Linked DNA regions of Gossypium hirsutum: all the other regions are linked to region 2. The links are chromatin contacts, called in public Hi-C maps. All regions are on one chromosome and are shown on one strand. The core of a region is the stretch at or near the end of the contact, and the rest is flanking DNA. Distances in the headings are between cores, read along the strand shown.

The links. A called contact is a pair of places that touch in the nucleus more often than the background predicts.
Region 1: a contact with region 2 is called in a Hi-C map of leaf, with 3 times the contacts expected there. The contact joins the promoter of LOC107913819 here to the promoter of LOC107913961 in region 2. A contact is called at or near these places in 9 of 34 Hi-C or Micro-C datasets (anther, callus, hypocotyl and 2 more).
Region 3: a contact with region 2 is called in a Hi-C map of leaf, with 2.7 times the contacts expected there. The contact joins the promoter of LOC107924291 here to the promoter of LOC107913961 in region 2. A contact is called at or near these places in 6 of 34 Hi-C or Micro-C datasets (callus, hypocotyl and leaf).

The regions. Positions count from the first base shown.
Region 1 is chrA08:23,062,533-23,067,251 of Gossypium_hirsutum_v2.1, reverse strand. LOC107913819 (sodium transporter HKT1) reads left to right here and starts at 3,466. Exons shown (of 3, transcript XM_016842505.2): 1 at 3,466-4,719. The coding sequence starts at 3,652.
Region 2 is chrA08:23,356,312-23,360,593 of Gossypium_hirsutum_v2.1, reverse strand. LOC107913961 (50S ribosomal protein L18, chloroplastic) reads left to right here and starts at 2,283. Exons shown (of 4, transcript XM_016842687.2): 1 at 2,283-2,584; 2 at 2,674-2,929; 3 at 3,515-3,676. The coding sequence starts at 2,711.
Region 3 is chrA08:22,856,866-22,861,059 of Gossypium_hirsutum_v2.1, reverse strand. It overlaps LOC107924291 (macrophage migration inhibitory factor homolog), which reads left to right and starts at 2,622. Exons shown (of 3, transcript XM_016854693.2): 1 at 2,622-2,922; 2 at 3,024-3,224. The coding sequence starts at 2,812.

The DNA of each region.
Region 1 (4,719 bases), core at 2,217-4,716, 290 kb after region 2:
AAATTTAACTCATTTATTAATCACATTACTCAATTCAATCCAAAACTTATATTTTTGCCTCTAAACTTTGACATATTTACATTTTAGCCCTAGGCTTGTAAAATGAAATCTATTCAATTTCATCAAGACCCAAGCCTATCTGAACCTCTTTAATGCTTATAATAGCTCAAATTTTCCATTTAATCACACTTTTATACACATTTTGAAATCTTTTTACAAATTGGTCCTTCTAATATTTTCATCAAAAATCACCTAGTAAAAGTTGTTGATCTAGCATTAAACTTGCATACTCTACCATTAGACATCAAAATACACAAATATCTTACATGGGTCAAACCCTAGACCTCAATGACCTCCCAAATTAATGGTAGAAATAGATAGATTAGGTTACAAGGATTTCAAAATTATAAAAATCATTAAAAACGAGGCAAGAATGGACTTACAATCGAGCTTGAAAAGTGGGAAAACCCTAGATATGTCTCCCTTGAAAATTTCAGCCAAGCATGAATAAGATGGACTAAATTTTGGCTTGATTTTTGGTTTTTAATTCATTTAATTACCAAATGACCAAAATGCCATTTTCTCAAAACACTAAAATTCTCTTACCTCATGTCTATTTTTGTCCAAGTTAAATTAAAATGGTTTAATTATCGTCTAAAGACCTTCAATTTAAAATTTCATAACAATTTGACACCTCTAGCATGTAGAACTCAACTTTTACACTTTTTTTGCTATATTGAGTACTCAAACGTCAAAATTTTCGAACGAAATTTTCATGAAATCATTTTGTAAAATTTTAGACCATTAAAATGTAATAAAAATAAATTTTTCTATGTCGGATCCGTGGTCTCGAAACCACTTGACTAGGCCTAAAATCGGGCTGTTACACACTGAAACTACTATTTTTGATACCATTGAAAAACGAGTTGTTATAGAACCAATTAAAACTCCTTTAACTTTGGGCTTTAACTTGTTTCGTAACTAAGAAACACTTATTTTAGGGTTTTCTCCTTATCAGTACCATTAGAGAATTCTTTATCATTAGAAATTTCTTTACCAACGGTGGGTTCACTTTATGTGTTTAAACCAACCTCCTAAGATCTGCCTTGATTCCCACCCAGAGCCTTAAATCTAGATCCTCCATTTTGTCTACCTTGAATGTCGTTTACCTTAACCCCCAAGCTTCTGCCATTACGCCATTGCCGACATTCAACTAACATCCAAAGTCCGTAGTCCTCCTCTTCAACTCGCTGATTTAGATCTTGAGAACCAAGTTTTTTCGGCATTGCCATATTGATGAGATTATCTTCCATTAGTGAATAGGCACAACCTTTCTAGCTTAAATCAGACCCATATCCATACAGACCACATTTGAAATAGACATAGGGTAACGACTCGTATTCAACCCTCTGAATATGACCATTAATCCTAACTTTAGAGATCAACGACTTTCTTAAATCAACACAAATGGCTAATCTAACGAAATAAGTGTGTTCATCAATCATAACCACCGAACTAATCACTTGTCTAATAACTTGGAGAATACAAGGTGAATAGTAACTTTCAGAAAGTCCCAACAACCAGATCCATACCACTTGGATTCCCCCCTATCCTGAGTCGTCAAAAAATTCGATGTACAAGGACGAATCGTCAGATACTGACCAAATATCACCCAAGGTCCATTTGTTAGCACTTTATTATAGTCATCCTCTTCACTAAATTGAACCAAATAATAATCATTTTCCAAACCCATTAATTGGAATGGAAAATTTGTTTTCCATAGTATTGTGATCCTATTTAGCAGTGCATTGAAGGCAATTTTCCTACCCAAAAGCTTTACATTCTTTATCTAACCTTTTTCGTTACCCTAGCTACAACCGAATTTTAGATATCAGGACTTGTTCCAACTATGAAAATCAGTGAGGGGGCTATTGGCTATAGCACCCAAACATTACTACTGTTGTTAGTTCTTAGTGGCTAGCCCTCCTGAGAGTTCCATAAAGTTAGGGAGGGAAGGCAATAGCCACATAGAGAGTTTAGGGTAGAGTGAGAGGATATTGTTTTTTTTTTCTTTGCTCACAATAAATTCGTATTTGTTCTTGTTTATTAATTGTATAGTTAAAATGAATAAAATCTCTATTATTAATAAAACCTATGTATTTAGTGTCATATTAGTAATTAAAATAACATTAAAGATATTCTTATCCATTCCAAATCTTTTTCCAAACTCGTACTTTTACATATATTATAAATTATAGAAAACAAATATCTTTACTCATCCAACATGTTTTTAAATTAAAAAATATATATATGAATTTTTAATAAAAATAAAACAACATTTTTAAATACCATATGGAGTAAATTTAGTATTTAGTTTTCCGGAGCAGCCTTTACCTCCATGGCGCAGCCCCTAGTCAGAATAATAAATAAAAAGTGATATTATACGGTTGGCTTTTATTATTATTATTATTATTATTATTATTATTATTATTATTATTAAAAAAGAGAGACATACCCCAATGCTCACAAAATTGGAGGAAAGAGTTATTAAAATGATTTTTAATCAAATGGTTATATTCTACTCCTTAGTGTAGATAATGTAATTTATTATAACCGTTGCGCCTGCATAAAATGCTGGCCATATTATTAGAATAATAAAACCAAATTAAATGAAGATCACCGAAAGAAAAAGGTTAAATTCTGTAAGCAGTCCCTATACTGTTATATTTCTTGTGAATTTGATCACTTTACTATAATTTCAACATATTTAGTCCCTCTGCTATTCAACAATCAAAATTTCAATCCTAAACTAAAGACGTTGAGTAACCTAACATGGCACTATTTTAAATAGAGAATTTAAGGTGTTTGACATGGCTTGTACACCTAAGCATGTATTATTGCCACGTATTTCAACCAAAAATAAAAGAAAACGAAAACCCTCATCCTCTAATACTTCTGGGCAGGGAAACAGTAAAGAAATGAAAATGAAATTGTGTTGGAGGTTCGTTGCTTGAAGCTGACCCAAAACATCTAAACGATAGGAAATTATCATAGCAATGAAAGAAGAAAATTTCAACACAAAAAGGAATTGAAGAGAAGCCGAAGTATGGGTTTAGGGGAATATACGCTGAAATCGAGGAAGCATGGATGAAACATTCTTTTCATTTCATATAATATAACCCTCTTTTCTTCATTTTCTTCCCTGTTTTGGGTGATTATACTACGTGGCAATCATAAATACCGACCTGTACACAGAGTACATGACACTCTAAAGCCACTTAATTACAGATAATGCCATGTCATGTTGTTTAACGGTACAAACGGTGAAAGTTCGTAAAGGATTTTCAATTAATACAAGGATTAAAATTGTTCAAACTATAGTGAATGAATCAAATCTGAAAGAACTTACAGGGATTATTTAAAACATTTAACCAATTATATATAGTTAAGTTGATTTGTCACATGTGCAGGGAAATCCCACTAAGTTTTTTTTTTTTTTATTTCTCTTTGAAAATCTCACCAAGGTTTTTTTATTTGTTTCTCTTGGGAAATCCCACTAAGTTGGACAAGAGCTCCTCTCTGCCCCTCTGTATATATACCCCTACTGCTCAAAGGTCAATATGTTATCATACAACTTTCTTCGTAATAAAGATGAGTAACACTATTATCTGCTTCGGTAGAAAATTGGAGCATTTTAGTAGCACTTCACGCTCCAAACTATCATGCTTCAACCAATCCTATCGTGGTTTGATATCCACTTGTTTCCGTTTCTTGGTCTTTAGAGTGAACCCTTTCTGGGTTCAGCTTGCTTATTTCATAGTCCTGTCTTTGGTTGGCTTCGGGGCATTGAAAATGTCAAAGCCAAAATCCGGCTCAGTTAGTCCTAAAAGCATAGACGTGTTCTTCACTTCTGTATCAGCAACAACGGTTTCAAGCATGTCGACTGTAGAAATGGAGGTTTTTTCCAATACCCAACTTATTATTATAACTATTCTGATGCTGGTAGGTGGGGAGGTCTTCACTTCCATGCTTGGACTTCTGTTGGGGAGGTTCAGGTTTGAAACACCTCCAAGTTTCGATGGGGACATTGTAAATTCTATTAGCAATAGGGGCCTCCAATCAGACTACAGCTTGACCTCAAAAAACATTGCCCAGGAAGTGGAGTTGGGTAGGATTACTTTTTCAGCCTTAGCGAATGAGAAACCTATCAATGACTTAGAAAGTAACAAAAACTTGACTTCCGATATTAAGAGTCTCAAGTATAAGGCCACTAGGTGTTTGGGGTATCTGGTTTTCGGGTATCTTTTAGTAGTCCACGCAGTTGGTTCTAGTCTAGTTTCTATGTATGTAAGCCTGGTTTCAAGCGCCAGAAAAACACTGAAAACCAAAGGTATTGATATACGAACATTTTCTTTCTTCACTGTCGTTTCTACGTTCGCAAACTGTGGGTTTGTTCCAACAAATGAAAACATGATAGTCTTCAAGAAGAATTCGGGTCTTCTGTTGCTGCTAATTCCACAAATTCTTATTGGGAACACTCTTTATCCAGCTTGCCTACGAGCCTTGATATGGGTTTTTGACAAAATGACAAAAAAGGTGGAGTTCAGTTACATCCTGAAGAACTGGAAGGAGATGGGTTATAGTCATTTACTGTCAAGCGTTCATTCTTGTTTTCTTGCTGCCACTGTTTTTGGGTTGACATTAGTTCAGTTTATTCTC
Region 2 (4,282 bases), core at 1,034-3,533:
ATTAAAACCCATTTTATTGCATTAACTCGATCTATGGATCCCCCTATTAGATTTGCCTCTAATTTGGTAGGTTTATATAGTCTTATTTCTAGAATTGCATGCAACTCCACTCAATTATGCTAGATCTACTATTAAATAGGGACTTTTTCTCCTCTAATTTAAGCACATCAAACATGGATTAATAATTTAGAAATTTTAAACCAAGTATTTATTGCGTAAAAATTGAAATCAAATAACAGAACCCATTGTAAGGTTCATCTCCTTAGGCATTTGGAAAATTAGTTTATAATCGCAAATAAAAACATCCAGAAGGCAATATAACCACAAGAAATAAAAAGCTCATAATAAACTTCAAAGGAATCAAGAGGAGATTTTCAATCTTGATGGAAATCTGCTTTAGATTCGGCTTCAATGGTGTTTTTCGAGTCATTTTATTGAGTATTCTCTGACGACTCTCTCTTATCTTCTTATTTTTGTCATATATAGGTCACAGAATGCCCAAAAAACCTAAAAATTGTCTTTTTTCGCATGTTCAAAGTGCGATTTGCGAAACCCACACGATCTAACACTTGGCCATGTGGCTCACATGGTTGTGTGTCCAGCCCGTGTGGAATGACCCAGCCCTTGTGGCTTCTGAAGCTTACTCCATTTCCCAATTTTTGCTCGTTTTTCGCTCCTTTTGCTCCCAAATACTCTTTTAAGTATAGAAACATGAATTTCAATGATTAGAAGCATAAAATCCACCATTTTAAATCGAATAATCATCCAAAAACACATTAAGAATGATGTTAAAACATGTTACTTTTGGCATTTATCACCATTAAATTCAATTGACAAACTAATTAGATGATGATACGTGATAGATCCTGGTTTAATATTATATTTTCTCATAAAATTATTAAAATTGATATATACTTATAAAAATTATATAAAAAAATTGTATAAACTTATAAAAATTATAAAAAAAAATATAATTTGTTTATAAAATTACTGAAACATATTCAAAATATTTAAAATTTTATAAAACTTATAAACAATATAAAAAATTCTAATAAATTGAAAAAATATAAAAAATATATATAAAAAAAATCATTTAAACCGTTAAAATTATAATGAACACATGGTATCAAACCAAATGTTGAAATGAGAATCCTCATATCATTAGCATAATTTTCATTTTGAATAAAATGTTCTCAATCTTCTATAAATAAAACGATAATTGTGAGACCTCAATTTTATTGATAAATTATTATATTGTTTTTAAAATTTTTATCTCCAATTTTTGAACTATAGTGCAATAGTTTGGACATTGAAAAGTTAAAAATTGTTAGTTAAGTATTGTATAACATAAAGTAATTTTAGTACAGTTAGATACTATAAAATCAAAACTTCATTAGCATGTCGTAATGAAATATTCTAACTAAGGTTTTTAAAATCGGACCGTGGTCAAATCAATTAGGTTACTTGATCGTTGATTCGATTAAAGAAATCATTAAAAATTTAAAAATATTAAAAAAATAAAAATTTGGTTCAATTGCCTGTTCAACCCATCTGTATCGATTTTTGAGTCAACTGATTTAGTGACTTTCTCTGGACTAGTACCCTTTTCAATTCTTAGTCCAACTAATCTGACCGACTGATACAGTCTCGTATAACATTGGTTTAGGCAACTATTCCCATTATCCAATGGTTAGTATAATGTCACATTAATTTTCAAAATGAGAAACCAATAAATGAATTATGATTTTTTATTTATTTTATATTTTTATTAAAAATTATATATTTAATTTATTAGGACTTATTATGATTTTTATAAGTTTTTAAATATTGATAATTTATTACAAATTTTATTATTTTTTATAATTTTTTTTATAAGTTGGATAAGTTTATAAAATGTTTTAAATATTTTAATATGTTTTTATTAATTTTAAGATTTATTATAATATTTATAAATATTTATGAATTTTATCAGTTTATATAAATTTTTAATATATGATAAAATTAAATGAAAAGCTGTTACGTGCAGGGGCAAAGTTAGAAATTCTTGTAGGGGTTAAAATTAAATTGTAATTTTTACGATAATAAAAATATGATTTTACCATTTTAATAATCTATATCTTTATAAATTTTGAAAGATTAAATCTAATTTTTATTATTTTTAGGGAATCAAAATATAATATTATCTTTATTAATTTTAAATTTTAAAAAATTTTAGGGGGCCTACTATCCCCTACCTATTCCCCTAATTATGTGTTATGTGAATTGATTTTAACAGTGGCTTAGAAATAGTATATAATGTAAAATTATGATATTGGGTTGGGCTTCGGTTTTTGAGTTGAGGCGGAAGGTGATGGGACCAGCACGCAAGGGATGAGAACAGGAGATGGTGTTCAGGCAAACAAGGCCGAACTGGCCGAGGACATTCCCTTTATTTCATTCATACGCTTTATCCCTTTTCTTATCCAAATCTCGCTCCTCCCAGACTTCACTCCCCTCTCACTGCAACACTCATAGCACACTATCCACACTTGCTTTCTTTGCTTTGCCTTCCAGTACAGCCCCATTTTAAAGCCTTGGAAAGCAGGTATGACGTATTGTTTCTTCTGTTTAATAATAAATGAATGATAATCATGGTTATGTTTTTTGATGATATTTGTTTAAATTGAAACGCAGACAGACAGCATTAAGGAATCTCGAATCTCAACTGGGTATGGCAATTACTGCAACGGCTATGACTATGACTGTCAGTACGGGATTACAGTTTGCTGGTTCTCTCAATCATAAACAGACTTCTTTTTTAGGAGTTCCCTTGAGGCTGTCAATGTCAAACCCTCAGCCATCTTTACCCTCTGTCTTCCTCAATGTTCAAGCCAAAGCTCGCACCCGAACAGAAGATCGTGAGGCCCGCCATTCTCGCATTAGGAAGAAGGTTACGACTGTTTCTTTTTAAGCATGATATTTTATTTGTTTAAAGCGAATCCTATTTCTTATCTCAGTTATACTCTCATTAAGAAAATGCAAATTCCTTTTACATTTATCTCCATTTCTTAGCTTATCAAGTACTGTTTATCTTTCAAATTTACTCATTTATTAAAAATGATGTTTCCGTACATGTTTTGGGACCAAATGGGGTTAGATTATTTTGTCCATAGGATATATTAGATTAAGGAACCCTGTTATCTTAAGCTGTGGTAAAACTTTGTAAGAGCCATGCTATTTTATGTGCCAAAGAAACAAATAAGAGCTATAATATTTTCTTCTTCTTATATAGAAGAATTGATGGGAGTTCGTGTAAACTTCATCTTTAATAAGTTAGAAAAGAGGGGGATGGGCGGATAAATGAGATTCTTTTGATCATCATCATCATCATCATCTTTCTTAATGGTCGGTTTCCTCTCCGAATGGATTTGATATTGTTATAGTGAAATCTATTGGCTTTGGTTACTATGGTTTAAGTCCCTCAAGCATACAGAGTATCCCCTATCTTACTACAGGGGGTTTCTTGCTTTTGTAGATTGAAGGGACACCAGATAGACCAAGACTGTGTGTCTTCCGTTCCAACAAGCATCTCTATGTCCAGGTCATTGATGACTCAAAGATGCACACACTAGCTTCTGCTTCAACAATGCAGAAACCGATTTGTGAGGAGTTCAACTACACATCGGGTCCTACCATTGTGAGTTCATAGATAAAATTAGTTGTCAACTGAATCATTTTCAGCTTTTTCTACCTGGCTTTCATTCATTGCTCTGGCTCTGAATGATAACTAAAGGGTTTTTGATTGGCCTGCTTGTTTTACTTAAGCATATAAATTGCTTTAATAAGCAGTTATTTATGTTTTTTGGGTGTGCTTCTTATTTCCAATTGGTCAAAAGAAATGCTAAAGGAAAAAAAGTGCTTGAGTTCTGTTGGTGAGTATTGTTCTGGATGGAAGAAAAATGGAAAGAAGTGGTATTTAAGCCTTCAACTGTCTCAAAAATTAGGCCCTTTGGGGAGTTATCAATTATTCTTGATTTTCCATTCTCTCCTACGATTACCTTCTCCCTGCAATTTTGAATTTGAGTCCATACATGTTGAGTCTGTGCTGATAGTTATTTCGTTTTGTTTATGTTTGTGTCCATAGTTGAATTTACTTCTCATCATCCTTCATTCTGTTTCAGCGTGGAGCTTGATCTATCTGTTGTACAATTTCCTTAGCCCAAATCTGCTTGATGTGTTGCTCATGGTTTATTCCATTTCCAACATGTATTTGATAAAATTGCCTAAAATTTTCAATCTTCTG
Region 3 (4,194 bases), core at 1,373-3,872, 500 kb after region 2:
AATATTTAATACTATATGATATATATATCTTTCATATATGTTATGTATATATATTTTTAATATTATATTTATATATATTATTATGTATACATTTTAATATTATTAGTTATATATCTTTTATACTATTGTATGTATATTTCTAATACTATATTGTATATTTCTAACACCATTATCATTTATATATATAAATATATATATAAACGTATTTATGTAGCGTATGAATAGTTTTCTTTATATTATTATCATTTCTAACATATGTATATATTATATATATTTTATATATTATGTATATATTATTATTATATCTATTTTTATTCCTATTATATTTATTATTAATATTAGTACATATATTTTATTATATGGGTATATATACTTTACATAGTATTATTTTCATATATCATTATATTTATTATTATACCTATTATTTTCACTATTGTCATTTATTATTTTATTTTAATATTATAATGTGTTATTTAGTGTATATACATCTTTTTATTATTATTATAATTATTATTGTTATTAGTATATGTTTATTATATATGTACATATCTTTAATATATATATGTATATGTTTATGCAGTGTTATTAATAATTGTTTTGTAACATTATTATTATTTATAATATATATATATTAATAACTATATTATGTATTTATTTTAATATATATATACACATTTATGTAGTATTATTAATATATGTATTTTTTTGTTATTAGTATTTCCAATATATGTTGTATATGTTCATTTTATATATATTATGTATATATATATTTAGCATTATTATGTATACACTTTTCATTCCTATTATTATGTACATATTTTAATATATATATATAGCACTATTAGTATTTTTAATATTGTGTTTACGGCACTTCACTTATTATTATATGTTTATATATATGCTCGTCTCTATTTCGTGTTATTATTATTGTTATCATGTTTAATATCGCATACATTGTTATTATTTTTAATATTATTGTCATATTTATTATTTGTTTCGATGTACTTCTAACTCTTTTATTTTTTTGTTTACCGCCCATTTTATATCATTTTGTTGTTCACTACTTTGAAGATTTTTATTCATATTTTTTTATTAATTTCAATAAATAAGGCAATGAACCGATTTAACATTAAGTCATCGATTTGATCGCTATGTTGGGTGAAATTCGTCGGCTCGTGTTAAAAACGGGTCACCCTTCTAAAATGCCGAAAATTAAAAATTCTCATTTTTCAATCGGATCACGATTAAATGTCAAATTGAACTCGTATTTTTAAAAATTAAGACAACACATGTTTAATAAGATACTAATTTTGGGCGTTGCGAGGGTGCTAATACCTTCCTCGCGCGTAACCGACTCCCGAACCTTATTCTTTCTCTGGCTTTTAACGTAGACCTAAACTCGGCCTTTTTTTTTTTTAAAAAAAAAAATTCTTTTTAAAAAAAGATGATTTATTAGGTGTCCGATCACACCTAGAAAAAAAGATTAGTGGCGACTCCCCTTTTTAATAAAATCACAAGTCGATTTTCAAATTTTCAAATAATCGCCTCAACTAGCGACCAAAGCAAAATTTTTACATCGCTACAACAACCATCAAAATTGATGGTTTGATGGAGTTGTCCTACAAAAAAAAATTAACATACCTTAAGTCGGCTATGGGTGGGACCTTTCATTTTTTTTTAACCAATTGTGTGGGGGTTGGGGACCAAACCCACCCCTTTTATACTAAAATTAATATATATATATTTAATATAGCAACAATTAAAGAAAAACATGAAAAGTCAAAAATCAACATAACTGTGACTGATTGGTCAGATCGGTGGTAGGTCGTTAGGTTGGTGCCGCCAAGCTGTCAGGCGATAATGGCCTGACGACCTGCTACCGACGTAACCAGTCAATCACGGGTTCTGCTAATTTTTGACTTTTCAGTCTTTTTTTTAATTTTTTAAAAAATAAAAAAAGAAATTGTATATTAATTTATTCCGGTGCCGCCTGACATGTCAACGACACCATTAAAAAATAATTTTTTCGATATGTATTTGTACTTTTCAAGGGCATATTTTTACATGATACATACCAATGTCACTGTTTGTTCAGGTGGCACAAAAAATTATTATTTTTTAAAAATTTAATCAATTACGCAAAAATTGTTGTCAGGTGAGTGTGGTGCCACTAGTTGCTCAGGTGGCACCGTGGGATCACTATTACTTTGTCTATTCTTATAAATAATGGCCATGCAATCCCATTTGGATGATTAATTTTATCATATTTTATAAGTAAAAAATTGAAAAGTAATTCTTTTATAAAAAAAGAAAATAATAAACAAATAATTCTTGATGAATAAATATAATTATCATGTTTCTCTAAAATTTATATTTATACACATAAAAAAAATATAGGTAATATAAAACTTCACTTTTAATTAGTTACATTAAAATCCCAAAATAAATCAAACTTATTATCGTAATAAGCATCCACTGACATAATAATATAAAATATTTATATAATTTTTTTAATAATTAAATGTGTTGTCTTGGAAAAAAAAAATCATTTTGAGAAGGGATTGACAGACATGTAACAATTATTTGAAAAACATATAATTCTCGGAATAAAAAAACGTTCAATAAAATGACATCACTTTTGTTTTGTTTTGTTTTGTTTTGTTTTAAAGCGAAAGGGGCGGTGCCGCAATGTGTATTGGTGGAGAGCGGCATATTGTAGGCAAAGAAGATAATTTCTATTTCAAGCCACTCATTCATTTAAACTGCTAACACTCCAAAAACCAGGGGAAGAAGAAGAAGAAGAAGTAGGAAATGCCCACCTTGAATTTATACACCAACGTACCTGTGGACGCCGTCACCACCTCTGACATCCTTAAGGACGCCACCAAAGCTGTTGCCAAAATCATTGGCAAACCTGAATCTGTTTGTTCTTATTTACTTCTTTTTTTCCTTGTCTATTTTAATTTTAATGGCTTTATTTTGGTTAATTTTTTTGGGGGGGGGGGGTAAAAATGGGTTAACAGTACGTGATGATTTTGGTTAATGGCGGAGTTCCCATGGCATTTGCTGGGACGGAAGCCCCTGCTGCTTATGGAGAATTGATTTCTATTGGGGGCCTTGGACCTTCTGTTAATGCCAAATTGAGTTCAACTGTAGCTGATATTCTTCAAACCAAGCTCTCAATTGATAGCTCCCGCTTCTACATCAAATTCTATGATGTTCAGGTCTTTTTTTTTCACTCTACTTTTACTCTTTTCATTCCATGGTATTCATGGATTATTTTCTTCTTTTCACAGATAATAATCTTTAACGCATATATGCTTTGTCTGATGTAAATTATTTAGTTGTAATCATAATCTTTATCATTCATACCCAATTTTTATATTCTTTGAGCTCAACTTTAGCCAAAATATTGTAGGAGGCAAACAGAAATAAATTGTTTGTATATCTCACATTTTAGATATTCTATGGAACCAAACAATGCTTTTTGGCTTTTGATGATTCTTCAACTATGCTTTGGTTTGATTCTACTCTCTGCCATGCAATAAAATTGCATCATACTCATCAGAATGAGGCCAAAGATGATATTATCACTTGCAAGAAGACCTTTCTAGCCTCAGTTTTACTCATTTCAAGTGACTTTTAGAAATTTATTGTCTTTCCTTCTAAAGTGGTTGTGATTTTGATCTCTTATGCATAAGCAAAATTCAAAATAGAGTAACAATTCTTGGTTTTGGGTTCAATGAGATGAAGCAATTTCATCTTACTTTGGATCTATTTTCCTGTTAAAACTAAGAGTAATCATTTTAGCACTCCATAATATTGAGTAAAGTATCTATCTTGCTTTTTAAGCACTTATTTGTGTGGATTTTTTACTGGGATATTCTTTCATTGCCACTTGAAATCTCTGTTATAAAACTTGGACTGGCCTGGCAGTCAAACCATCCTACCCAGCTCCTATTTTGTACTCTACCTTCCCCGAGCTCATTCGGGAACATGACATTTCATTCAAAGCATTGACTTGAATGATCCAACGGTTGGACTAATGGACTTGAAACTCAAAACCCTGAACAAATAACTGTCCTGTCTGATTCTGATAATGATGCTTGGAGTTAAGCATCCTAATTCACTTTTGGCTGTTAACAGTTGGATAGGTTTTTAAAGATTAGTATGTGATTACCCTGTTTGATTATG